2 separate regions of the Hermetia illucens genome follow, and region 2 is linked to region 1. Evidence: chromatin contacts called from public Hi-C data. All regions are on one chromosome and are shown on one strand. Each heading gives the region's core, a stretch centred on a gene start, on an enhancer-like site or on the middle of the called end of the contact. The rest is flanking DNA. Distances are from core to core; before and after follow the strand shown. Region 1 holds the start of LOC119654325 (activator of 90 kDa heat shock protein ATPase homolog 1). Region 2 holds the start of LOC119655268 (NADH dehydrogenase [ubiquinone] 1 alpha subcomplex assembly factor 2).

Region 1 (6,332 bases), core at 1,974-4,473:
CCGCAGTCGTAAATCCTTTTACAGGGAAGAGGAAAATTTGCCTACTAGGAATATGAACTGGTTAAAATGTAGAAGAGTTGATGTCACATCAAACTTGGAACTTGGAATGAAAACATTTTCAAGAGATCTACTAATCAATGGAAGGCAAGAATTATTCAGTAAAAGATGAATTCTATAGTCGCCTTGGGTCAGCATTCAGATTCACTGCCCTAAAAGGATGTGAAAATAGTACTCAGTGACATTATCGCAAATATAAAAAAAAAAAGATGATCCACTATGAACCTACTGAGGCACATAGTCTCTACGATATAACTAAGGGAAGCTCACTCGTTGAATTCGCTTGCAATTGAGGCGAGATAATTTCATCGACTTGTTCCCTTACCGCAGGATTTACAATAGCAAGTGGACCTCGCCAGATAAGATGACGTTCAACCAGATTAGTCAAGTCCGTCAAAATTGTGATAAAGATCAGTTTCTCGTCAGAGCCACATATCGATACCCGTAGCAAATAACAGGAGTATCAGGCTCATATCTAAATACCAGATTCGATATTGGGAGCTCCGGAATGAAGAATCGACACCGAAATCTGCCAAGGCGTTGAAAAAACTAACCTTGCAGACGCTGAATTGACACCGGGAGCCGATAACATTGACATGAAGTGGAATCAGCTGAAAGACGGCGACATCGATAAGGAACTTCCGCGCAAAAGAAATGAATGCTTTGACAAAGAGTGATTGTATTCCATCGAGGAAAAAATCGTAGCATATAAACAATATCAGGAACGACCCAAAAGAGTGAAACAATATAAAATAGATATTTAGAATTAAGATGAACCGCTGAAAGGTCTGTAGGAAACGCTAGCGTCAACATAACTTAAGATCCGCTTACAGCTTAACCAAAAGAATAACAGTAGTATTCTTGTCTAGAAGTATACATATTATACAAAGAGATCGAGAGATCTCACTACAGAGATGGAGCAGATTAAAAAACGATGGATTCAATATTCCGAGGAAGTCACGCACACCTACACTCGAAAAAATCAAAGATACATTTAAAACGCTCAGGACCAACAAAGTGCTGGGTGTGCGTGGAGTACTTACAGAGCCAGTAAAGCAATAAGTATGGGGATGACGACCAAACTTCATAAACAATATCGGAAATTGATCAAAAAATGGCTTTTATTCTATTTTGAAAAAAGGTAACACACTACGCTGCGAGCACCATAGAAGGAGATTATTGTATGTCTATTCTTCAAGTGCTGTCGAAAACAGAAAGAAGGGTCAACCTTTCCCAAAAAAGTATTTTTGACGAATATCAGGAAAGATATTTTTCAGAACTTGTTATCGTGACTGACTGACCGACTTTTCTTATCAAATCGGTTCATTTTTTTCTGTTTAAGGGTATATTCTTGGCTGTGTTCTCATTCGAACTTAATGAAAGAAAAAGAGATATTAAAAAGAAAAGTTATGGTGTCAGTGAGAAGTAATGTTTGTCTCAGGATCTCTACATCTTAAAGATTTATTCCTAAGTCCCCATATAAGAAAATAAATAAAGATCTTGTAATCTGGCATTTTAAGTTCCAAATTAGAAAAACTCTTGTACTTTGGTAATCCTTAGTTGCCGTTTTTCATTTTCATCCGCAAAGCCTTCAGCATTTCCGAAGCTAAATTCCTAGAACTATTTCCTAACCATCTTTAATTCACTTTAGCTTGGAAGGCGCCTTATTCCATACACTGGATGACCATTAGTTCAGGATTCTAATATCACCATGTCCACTTCTCCTTTCTTTTTTGAAACAAGGCGAAGAATTTGGGGTCTACAAACAAATAAACACACGTTTAGGAAATATCACTTTATTTCCACTGTACTTTCCTCCAGACTCATCAAAAATATTAACTCCTATCTCTTTACATGAAGTAGGTTCTTGGCTTCCTGAATGAGAACAGTTTCCTGTTGCCCTTGTGGTGGACGCGCTGTACCAATGGGAATCGGATCTTGGAATCGTGGAACTGCTTGACGTGCGGCCTCCTAGTTTTGCTGGCTGCCACTGATTCTACCTTGATAATTTGGATGGAATGCGCGCGCGCCCGATGTCTGGCGCCCATATCCCGGTAGCACTGTGTCACTGCTCCGCCCACCGTCAGATCACGGTACTCACGATACATGTTATGCGTACCTGATCGCGAGTCATAACGCAACCAGATGCCAAAGTTCTTGATTTTGATCGGTGAGCTTTCGTAGATGCGTTTCAAAGAAACGATTTCGCCGGTAGTCTTCTTGAACTTCTTCAGTTGTCGCAAGAAATACCAGAACCGTGACTTGGCCACAATGCTGTCGGGAGCAAAGATCCGCATTTTGTAGAGCGGAGTCTGTGGCTCCTTCTCGGTGGGCAATTTACGCCCAATAACTTCATATTCTTTCAACTGTAAAGAGAGAAAGAAACATTTAGACAAATGCGTGCAAATCTGATGGTGAGGAAAAACTGTATCCCGCAAATGTTGACAGATCTGATTGAGGTTATGACGCGAATTGAAGTTTCGTTCTCGATGGAATTACCGCTATTTCGCGAGGTTCTCAAGCATCCGCAACAAAAAACATTTCTGTGGAACCTCTATGCTCACGCTACTTATTTTACTTAATAGGGAACATTGAACACTTTTTCTGACATGTGCAAACAAAACATAAACTTTGCAGTAGACTCGTCGGGAGTGGCTTTAACGCGTTAGCCCACGTGAAACACTCGTCACTTTCACTTGATATCATTCAAATACAATATGCAGTGTTCATTTCACCGTCAAACGAAACTTCAATTCGCCCACAACTTGTAAAAATTCGGAAAATCTTAGACCGTACCAATCCCTTAGCTTTCATATTGGCTGCGTTTCACACGAAAAAGGAAGAGGAAGTGGAAGACATTTTCGCTTCTAAACTTCAAAAATCCAATGTTCGAAAACTATGTAAATCGTGCACTGAACTGTATTCCATGGCAATCTTTAGTTTTGATTCAAATATCATCTGCTATTGATCGCAACTCAATTTAGAAAAATGCTGAAAGTCAATAAAATTATCAAAAATGCGTCTGGCATCCTGACTCTTTAGTAAACCCAAAACTTTCTGAAAGTGACATTCAGTCAAGGCTGAAACCTTCAGTAAATTTTCGAACTTTGGATCTAATTCTCGAATGTTCGTTCTGCCTCTTTTCGACTCATATGTCTTATTTGAACTTCATTGAAATGTCAGAAGGTTGAAGCGACTGTCAAAATCAGGCTGGAACTCGTGTTGCTTTTGGAGTTTTTGTATAGAATTTTCTCGTATTTTCTCCGGTTCTACTAGGAGCAACATTCAAAGTTGCAGTGAAAGTTTGACGTTAAAGTGGATATTTCCGGCTACCTTCTTCCTTAGGAGAACGGGCGCTGTTATAATTGATCTTTGCAATTTCATTAAGAAGTGGTTGCTAGGAAATATTTGAACACTGGGAAGATTCGATCCGGGAAGGAAAAGTTCTTGGCAGTGTTTGCAGGTGATCCGTAATCCTCGCGTTAGCTGATAAGTAATAAGCACTTATAAGAATGGCTAAATGGGGAGAAGGCGATCCCAGATGGATAGTTGAGGAGCGACCAGACGCCACAAATGTGAATAATTGGCACTGGACAGAGAAGAATGCAACGCCTTGGTCCAAGGACCGATTGAAAACTCTCTTTAACGGGTTCCAAGTAGGTATGTTCAATAGCGGTGTGCTTTGATTTGCTGCCTGAGGGGCATATGTTTCAGTTAAACTGATACGTTCTCACTTCGTCTTGCTTGATTGTGCTTACCTTGAATATCTTTTTCAACAGCTGCGAACAACATCGAGTGCACAATTACAGAGATCGAGAAAATTGAAGGCGAGGCGACAGCAAACAATCGGAAAGGGAAGCTAATATTCTTCTATGAGTGGAATCTAGTTCTTAAGTGGTCCGGTTTCTTGCCAGGAAGTAAGGACGCACATACTGGCAAGGTGACGATCCCTAATTTGTCGGAAGAAAATGACCTCGACGACATCGAATTGACAATAACGATTGATGAATCGAACGACGACTCGGAAAAATTGAAGTTGTTCATGTACAACACTGGCCGTGGCGTGATTAGAGAGCAGTTAGGCAAGTATGTAAAAGAACTCAAGGAGGAATATTCAAAAGGTTTAATACTGCCAAAGAAGGATTCTGAGCAAAAGATCAAGCCAGATAGCGTGACCACAATAACAAGCGGTTTCAACCGGAAGATCGATATCGACTCAGAGCCAATAGTCAACAGTCAAGTCGCACAACCAATCGGTTGCAAGATTGATGTGAAAACGCTGAAACTGAAAGTAGACTTCCAGTGTCGAGCAAACGAATTATACGATGCCCTGACGAAAGTGGAGCTTGTCCAAGCTTTTACCCGCGGTCCAGTCAAGCTGGAGCCAACAAAGGGAGGAGAGTAGGTTTACCAAATAAATGCAGTGGAATCCTGATTATTTGTATTTTCAGCTAAGTCGTAAAAATTTGACGACCCCCAGAGTTAATTGTTATTTCGAACTCGCTATATTTAGTAATTGCGACCATACGAATTATCGGGATTGTACTGCAGATTGATTCGCCTCGTTTCCCAAAGGTTCTATAAAATTCATTTCTCCTAGATTCGTTTTATTTGGCGGAAATGTTCACGGGAAATTCGAAGAATTGGTTCCGAACACGAGAATCGCTCAACTGTGGCGACTGAAACAGTGGCCGGCTGGGCATTTTTCAAAAGTAGTATTAGACATCGAAGAAAAGGTAAGAATATTCATTTTAAAGTTGCATTGTAGACTTATGTGCATTGTTCTTCGGCAGGATGACCACACCGAATTACGACTCACTCAGAGTGGAGTACCTACCTCTGAAGCTAGTACAACGCAAAATAACTGGGAGCGCTACTACTGGAATAGCATTAAACAGACTTTTGGTTTTGGCTCATTTTTGGTGTGAGAGTGCGTAGAACATACTAAATCAGACCTTTAACCGAAACCATGTAACCATCATGTCCAACATTAGAATCGATAATAAAATATTGAATTATAACAGAAAAGAAGGAATCTGAGAAGAACACATCTACAAACAGTAGGAAGTTTATGGTCTGAAGATAATTTTCTCGAAAATCTATAAACGGGATAAATATTTCGGATACTTTCTCTGAATTCAATTGACGGAATCAGATTACTTAAAATTGTGCTTAGACTTCGCATATGTATTGAAAACAACAAGTGAAATAAGAAACAGAACGCTTATTCGATTTGAAGTCAATCACGCGTTTTACTGTAGGAGTCATCCCTGCAATGGTTGGTAGCCTCCAGCAGGCAAATAAAAACTCCATTGAGGTATGTGATTTCTACGTGTGATCTGTACATCTTTGCAGCCAGATTGTCTCTCTACGTTGTCAGAGAAATAATAGCTACTTTTCCAAGTTATCCTATTCACTCGAAAACCTGAAATCCCTCGTATCCTCAGTTCCACAGTTTGTTTATATACATACGTAATATAAAATCATCATCATCAACGGCTCAACAACCGGTATCCGGTCTAGGCCTGCCTTAATAAACTCCAGACATCCCGGTTTTGCGCCGAGGTCTACCAATTCGATATCCCTAAAGGCTGTCTGGCGTCCTGACCTACGCCATCGCTCCATCTTAGGCAGGGTCTGCCTCGTCTTCGTTTTCTACCAAAGATATTGCCCTTATAGACTTTCCGGGTGGGATCATCCTCATCCATACGGATTAAGTGACCCGCCCACCGTAACCTATTGAGCCGGATTTTATCCACAACCGGACGGCCATGGTATCGCTCATAGATTTCGTCATTGTGTAGGCTACGGAATCGCCCATCCTCATGTAGGGAGCCAAACATTCTTCGGAGGATTCTTCTCTCGAACGCGGCCAAGAGTTCGCAATTTTTCTTGCTAAGAACCCAAGTTTCCGAGGAATACATGAGGACTGGCAAGATCATAGTCTTGTACAGTAAGAGCTTTGACCCTATGGTGAAACGTTTCGAGCGGAACAGTCTTTGTAAGCTGAAATAGGATCTGTTGGCTGACATTATTTTCTCAGATTTTATTGATGTTATTGTGGGTATAAACTCGACATGAAAATTCGAAGCGACGCACTGGCGCTGGGTTGAGATGATTCTAAAGAAAAGGCTGAGGCAAGCCTTCAGAACGTCTTCGTAATGCTTCTTAGTTTTACCGTGCGGATGGGGAAACAAGACAGGGGTAAGTGCTGAAATCCCAGTCGTGATGAAAATCAAAAGCATTTAAACAAAGAAATGGGCAAACGGAATGCT
Region 2 (6,519 bases), core at 2,756-5,255, 200 kb after region 1:
TTTTCAGAGTGTATGTTGGCAGCATATCATTCGAGTTAAAAGAAGACACTATTCGAGCAGCTTTTCTCCCTTTCGGTCCAATAAAATCGATCAATATGTCATGGGATCCTATTACGCAGAAACACAAGGGGTTTGCTTTCGTTGAGTACGAGATCCCGGAAGGTGCTCAATTGGCCCTAGAACAAATGAATGGAGCTCTTATGGGCGGCAGAAATATCAAAGTACAGAAAAGTGCCACAAATATTCCGAATTTTCGTTGTAATCAAAATGTTTTCGTCAATAGGTGGGTCGACCAAGCAACATGCCCCAAGCTCAGCAAGTTATCGATGAGATACAAGAAGAAGCGAAAAATTACAACAGAATATATGTCTCATCCATACATCCAGACCTGACAGAAGAGGATATCAAAAGTGTGTTTGAAGCATTTGGACCGATTTTGTATTGTAAGTTGGCACAAGGTACATCACTGCATACACATAAAGGGTATGGTTTCATCGAATACGCGAACAAACAAGCAATGGACGAAGCTATTGCCAGTATGAATTTATTCGATTTAGGTGGCCAACTACTGAGGTAATTTTCAACCGAAATAGTCAAACATTAAAACAGCAATGTAAAGAAATATTGTTTTTCAAATAGGGTCGGTCGTGCTATTACACCACCGAACGCTCTGATGGGCCCCACGACAAATTCCTCAATGCCTACGGCGGCGGCAGTAGCAGCTGCTGCAGCAACAGCAAAGATTCAAGCAATGGATGCAGTTGCTAGTAATGCAGTTTTGGGTCTTTCTGCCGCAGCTCCAACGCTAGGAATACCATCAATCGCGAAAGTTCTTCCGTCAGTTGGGGCAACACCACTTGTTCCAGCGACACTACAAGCTTCAGGAATAGCCGTCCCAGCGGTGACACCGATATTAAACGTAAAAAATACTGTTTGAACAGCGAAAAAAGATAATAAAATTCGATTTTTACAGCCGCCCCAAATAATTACGCCGGTTCTGGGTACACAAAGCGCGATTGGAGTAACGGCAGCTGCACCTATAACAGTGACTCCCGCAGGAGTAGCGGTAAATGTTACAGCCTCTATAAATCAAACAGCGAATAATCCTGAGGATATTCTAAAAAAGGCGCATGAAAAGCAACAAGAAGAACTTCAAAAGAAACTTCTCGAAGAAGGAGAACCGCAAACGCTTCAACAACAGGAAAGTATGTCTATAAAGGGTCAGAGCGCCCGCCATTTAGTTATGCAACGATTAATGCGACCGCAAGAATCGAAAGTAATTATTCTGCGCAATATGGTGGGTCCAGAGGACGTGGATGAAACATTACAAGAAGAGATCCAAGACGAATGTGCAAAATTTGGAACTGTGGAACGGGTAATCATCTACAAGGAGAAACAATCAGAAAATGAGGAAGATGACGATGCTGATGTCATAGTAAAAATATTCGTTGAATTTTCAACAGCTGCAGAAGCGGAAAGGGGCCGCGAAGCTTTACATGGACGATTTTTTGGAGGCCGACGGGTAATTGCTGAATTATACGACCAAGCTTTATTTGACCACGGTGACTTATCCGGCTGAAATATGTACAAAAATCATTGATATAGTTATTAAAATGCTCATGTAAAAAATAATTAAGCGTGAAATTACTTTTCCTTTTTAAGGGTTCGTGAACACAAAATCTGGCAATTATTCCATTTCTTATTCTTTTTCTTCAGCGTTTGTCCCATTCACAAGCGCCTATCTGGGTGCAATCTCGAGGCCTTTAAATCCCCATCTAGTGTATCAAGCCACCGTTGCTTCGGCCTGCCCTTCGGCCTTTTACCATCGACTGCGATGTTCAGACAAATCTTTGCAAGTGACCATACCATCGAAGACACCTCACTCGCAATTTTTCCACAATTGGTGCAACTCCATAACGATCGCAGATATCTTCATTTCGGATGTGATCAAAATGTGTCACGTCACTATTCCAACGCAACATCTTCGCCTCCTGCATTCAACTTTTTATGAATTTGGCGGTTGCTAAATTTGCAGCAGCTCACTATAACAGACCTTTTGTTGATATTAATTTCTGTTAAGAAGCAACCATTCAGCATGGGAAAAATAATAGCAGTTTGGAGTTTGCTGACAGGCTTTACTACTGTTCTTCCTTTCATAGACTGAAATATTCGTATGAAGTTTGATCGTATTTGATAATAGAAGAAATAAAATCTAATTGTTTGAAAAAATGGGACGTGGTCCGCATCGTTCTCCCGAGAAGCAAGCTTTCACAAAGAGTGTAAAATATTAAAAGTCTTCTTTCCTGTTCACCTAAAATGATTGCATGTGCCATCAAATATAAGAAACAATTGAAATTCATCGAAAAGCTGTTGTTGCCGTTTGACGAAAAATGTATCGTCAGGTTTTTAAAGAAAAATCTGTCATTGCCTGCATCTTACATAAAAGAAAAAATGTTGGCTCCATGTTATAACTATATTCCAGTTTTAATCACACTTTGAATTTCACGTTTTGCCACAGTGGCTGCGGTGGTTATAAATGATGGGCCGACCTTGCATACTTTAAACGCGAAATGGAAGTAGAGGCGGTTTTTAAACACTGTAAATGTGAAATTTCTCAACTTTGAATTGCCATAACTTTTAAGAAATGAAAGTTCGACCCCTACATATGCATGCAGTCAAGCCATTGAATTGCTTATAAGCAGATTGTAAGGTAGGATCCATTTCTTAACAATTACACAAATTAATCCTGTTTGTTGCACCTAACACCGTTCAAATTATATTCAAGCCAACACATTTTATGAATGCAGGCGAACAGTGAATGGCAAGATTCTGTAGTGGAGGGGAGAAACCTATTGTGCTTCTACATGGAATGGGGGCTTCAAAGCAGTTGCAATATCTGTTCAAAGAATGTTAATAATAGGTTCCTTGCAAATTTGGGAAGTTTGCTAGGAAACCTCCCTTGAGTTTATTCTATGAAATAATTGTATTGCTTGAGGATTCACTGCAAATAAAAACCTTTAAATAAATGATTGATGCACAGCAGCGCTGCCAACCGTGCTGTATCCTTGCACTTTCTCTCCCCAATTTCCGATGAGGCCGACGGGGGGAGGCGGGGGGTCGATTTCTCCTAACTCGGAACTAGTTTTACTTTCTACGATCTGGGTAAGAAGGAAAACATTGGCCCTTGTTTATACTACTTTATTCATCCATTGTTGCTCAAGTGAATTAAATTACAATCTCTACAGGATAGTTTGATTGTTATGATTTAATTTTTGGATCCTTTCCTGGAATTTTCTCATATTCTTCATATTGAGGAAAAGATGCCAATCCTTTTTGCTCCCTTGGCAGCTCTTCCTGGCCGCTTGGTTTCCCGTACTTCTGTTCTAATTCAGCAGCGTTTCGTTTTTTCATTTCTATGATCTGTAAATTTCGGACTAATTCCTCGCGAGTAGGTGGATCGTTCCTGCAAATTAGGTCGAAAAATGTTCAAATGAAACACTAATACCGCTTTTATTACCTGCGTCCACGTAACCACGCCTCCCATTCAGCTGTGAGCTCTTGATCAAAAGCATTCTTTTCAGCGGGTTCGAACCAGCGCGAAGGCTTCCGTTTCCCAATTGACGGGTTCGCCGGTATTTCATAATACTTATTACCAAAATAATCTTCCCCAATATAATTGCCTCGAATTTGCCGGGGTTTCAGAGAGTTGATAAAATTTTGGAAGATAATTTTGATAATATCACGTTGTGGAGGCTTTTGCATGGTGAGGCAGGACAATTAACTAAATACGAGGACAGAAAATGACGGGTAATCCGAATGTAAACACAAGCTAACATATGATTTCTGCGCTTTAGGGCAAAATGTCATTCAGAAACGACGTCATATTTAGCCAAGTGTGGTCGAGTTTGCCTAATGGGAGAGTCGCTGATAGCAGTGCGTGAGATTCTACTTATATAGGCGCCACCACTTTTGGACCAGAGAATATCAAATCCCCCTTGTCTTTGGCACAATTTAGTGCACCGATAATTTAATCTTAACAACCAATGTTTGGGAATGATCATATAATTTAAATAAAACATTTGGAAATTGGTCAAATTTATTAATAGTGCTTCCAATCATTCTTATTCGAAATTTCATACAGAATGTATTTGAGAAACTGTCAGTTTTCCAATCTTCCAGTCGGGCTGATTCAGAGTTTATTCGAAAATTTTCGCAAGGTAGTCGTCAGTTGAGTGACTGATTGGAAACGTGTGTGACGTCAGTTTGCAGGCGTGGTGTCGGTGGTCCTATTCATTCGCTCGGTTTGTCACTAAAACGGCTGACTATTTGCAATCGCAAAGCAAGTGCCAGCACAATTTCCATTTCGGGATACACATTGCGATATCTCAATCGAATTTGGTAGAATATTTGTGGAAACTAACGAAGCTTCCACGAAATTGGAATTGCTTCGGCCGCTCGAATGGACGCGAAGAAGTGCAAGACAAACTGAGGTCGGTTTATCTTTGTCACCCATAATTTGCCAAGTGCCGTGGAAGTTTGTCCGGTACTCAACACTATTCGGATGAATTCACTTCTCCCTCACATCTTTATTAATTCGATCTGCGTGCATTTTACTCAAGGAGATTACTAACCGTTGCGCGGCCATAGCAGTAAAGAAAAGGCCGCGATTTCAAGGCAATGAAGTAATCCACCTAGCCTCAATCTAGTTTTACAGCCTGCCATTTTCCAAGTGTCAAAAGGCGACCAAGTGTACATTTGTGTTTGTGCGGCGTAGTGTCAAGTTGAAGTGAAAACAAGGAAATCGGAAATTCCACCAAATATTTGTTTTGGTGTGTAAAGTAACGAGTGCGATATGACTTTTCCAGTTGGATATTATTGGTTGAACGCTTCTGTATGAGCCAGCATATTCCCACTGAATCTATGGCGAGACATCAGCAAGGTAAGCAGCAACGAAACTAAAGTGAACTGCATTGTCCGCGGCAAAAGTGCCACACAAACAAAAAAAACTTCACTAAAAATATCAGAACTAGTTGTAAAATATTTGGATTGGCATGTTGCGAGGCTATTAGTGAAAACTTGGAAATTTGCCTTCGGCATAAATGGAACCTGCCGACAATGTTCCCATCGACAGGTGGACGTGTTAGTCATGTGAGACTAATGTTGTTTCACATCGAAGAGTCTCATATCAGTGCTGTGACTAGAATAGCCGCATTTTTCAGGTGTTTTTAACCAAATCGTCGAATATTTTTAACAAAACTAAAACTGGATTTACTGCTAAATGGATGCCTACACTCTATTCTTCTCTCTTTAACCTATATTCGACCTTCCTGCGCAATTACTGTAGTTATCTTGTTCTCACTCATATATTTCCCAGGCGCCATTTTATTTTCTTCGCAACTCTTCGAGGCGAGAATTTGCCTTACGAAAACTTTCTCAGGTTGCAATTGCAGCTTAGAGAGCCTCGTGTTCTTTGAGTGATCTCTGCTGCTTTGTGTGTCAACGATTTCCATTCCAAACAAATATCCGCCACTTCCATTTCCACTTTTTGGACTCATATTAACAGATGTGTCATAGCCAAGTAATATTACTTTATATTAAGAGGTTGCTAGGGATGTGAGCGATGATGACGTGAGGACTATTTCTATTATTTTAACGTTTGTTGCACCTATGCTAATTTCCTATAGGCATGTAGTTATATGCAAATGATAAGAGGAATAATAATACTTGTACGATGAATTGCTTCATATTTACCGAGTTTAGTTTTGGTTGTTCTACTATACGAGCAATTATTTGTATATTGAAAAGCAGTAAAAATCGGGCAACAAATTCAATCAATTGACAAGCTAAATTTTAATGTTAAAAAAGATATAGAATTCCAACAACCTTTTAGGTACCTTCGATTCGAATGAAGAAGATCCGCGGGCGAAAATCACCTCAGGTGACATGCCCACGGCTCTTGTTGCAAATAATTGCAACTTTTCCCGCAGCAGGAGCAGGACGAAAGAGAACCCCAACTGGCAGCTCAGCAGGACGTCTTCTCGATCCCTGATGTTACCGAAGAGGAACTTTGGGAAATCTGCAGACGTATTGGGGACAGCAAGGCTCCGGGATTGGACGGAATTCCGAACAGGGCTCTGAAGGTGGCAGTCAAGGCCAGACCAAGGTGGTTCGCAAGCACATTCGAATCGTGCATGGCGGAAGGAGTGTTTCCCGCCCAGTGGAAGAGGCAGAAACTGGTCTTGCTACCGAAGCCTCGAAAACCACCCGGCGTGCCCTCTTCATATCGCCCTATTTGTCTCTTAGACACCATGGGGAAGATGTTGGAGAGGGTGATATACAACAGGCTGCTCCCGTTCATCGAGCTTGAGGGTGGTCTTTCAGAGCGGCAATATAGGTTTCGGCGAGCCCGTTCTACGGTCGATGCAGTAGCAAAGGTCGTGGAATTGGCTCGAAATGCGATGGCCATGGGCAAATGCTGTGCTCTGGTGACGCTGGACGTCAAAAATGCTTTTAACTCAG

Evidence for each region. A called contact is a pair of places that touch in the nucleus more often than the background predicts.
Region 2: a contact with region 1 is called in a Hi-C map of an unstated tissue, with 2.3 times the contacts expected there. The contact joins the promoter of LOC119655268 here to the promoter of LOC119654325 in region 1. A contact is called at or near these places in 2 of 2 Hi-C or Micro-C datasets (an unstated tissue and whole body).

Annotation. Positions count from the first base shown.
Region 1 is chr4:172,833,549-172,839,880 of iHerIll2.2.curated.20191125, forward strand. LOC119654325 (activator of 90 kDa heat shock protein ATPase homolog 1) reads left to right here and starts at 3,224. Exons shown (of 4, transcript XM_038059653.1): 1 at 3,224-3,717; 2 at 3,837-4,458; 3 at 4,658-4,793; 4 at 4,851-5,300. The coding sequence starts at 3,570. The coding sequence ends at 4,985. It overlaps LOC119654326 (60S ribosomal protein L18a), which reads right to left and starts at 3,009. Exons shown (of 2, transcript XM_038059654.1): 1 at 2,854-3,009; 2 at 1,838-2,423. The coding sequence starts at 2,871. The coding sequence ends at 1,908.
Region 2 is chr4:173,028,630-173,035,148 of iHerIll2.2.curated.20191125, forward strand. It overlaps LOC119655268 (NADH dehydrogenase [ubiquinone] 1 alpha subcomplex assembly factor 2), which reads right to left and starts at 4,006. Exons shown (of 2, transcript XM_038061081.1): 1 at 3,518-4,006; 2 at 3,184-3,463. The coding sequence starts at 3,762. The coding sequence ends at 3,259. LOC119655265 (serine/threonine-protein kinase 10) reads left to right here and starts at 4,214. Exons shown (of 13, transcript XM_038061066.1): 1 at 4,214-4,939. LOC119655266 (poly(U)-binding-splicing factor half pint) reads left to right here. Exons shown (of 9, transcript XM_038061070.1): 5 at 8-221; 6 at 284-573; 7 at 640-919; 8 at 974-1,066; 9 at 1,127-1,632. The coding sequence ends at 1,579.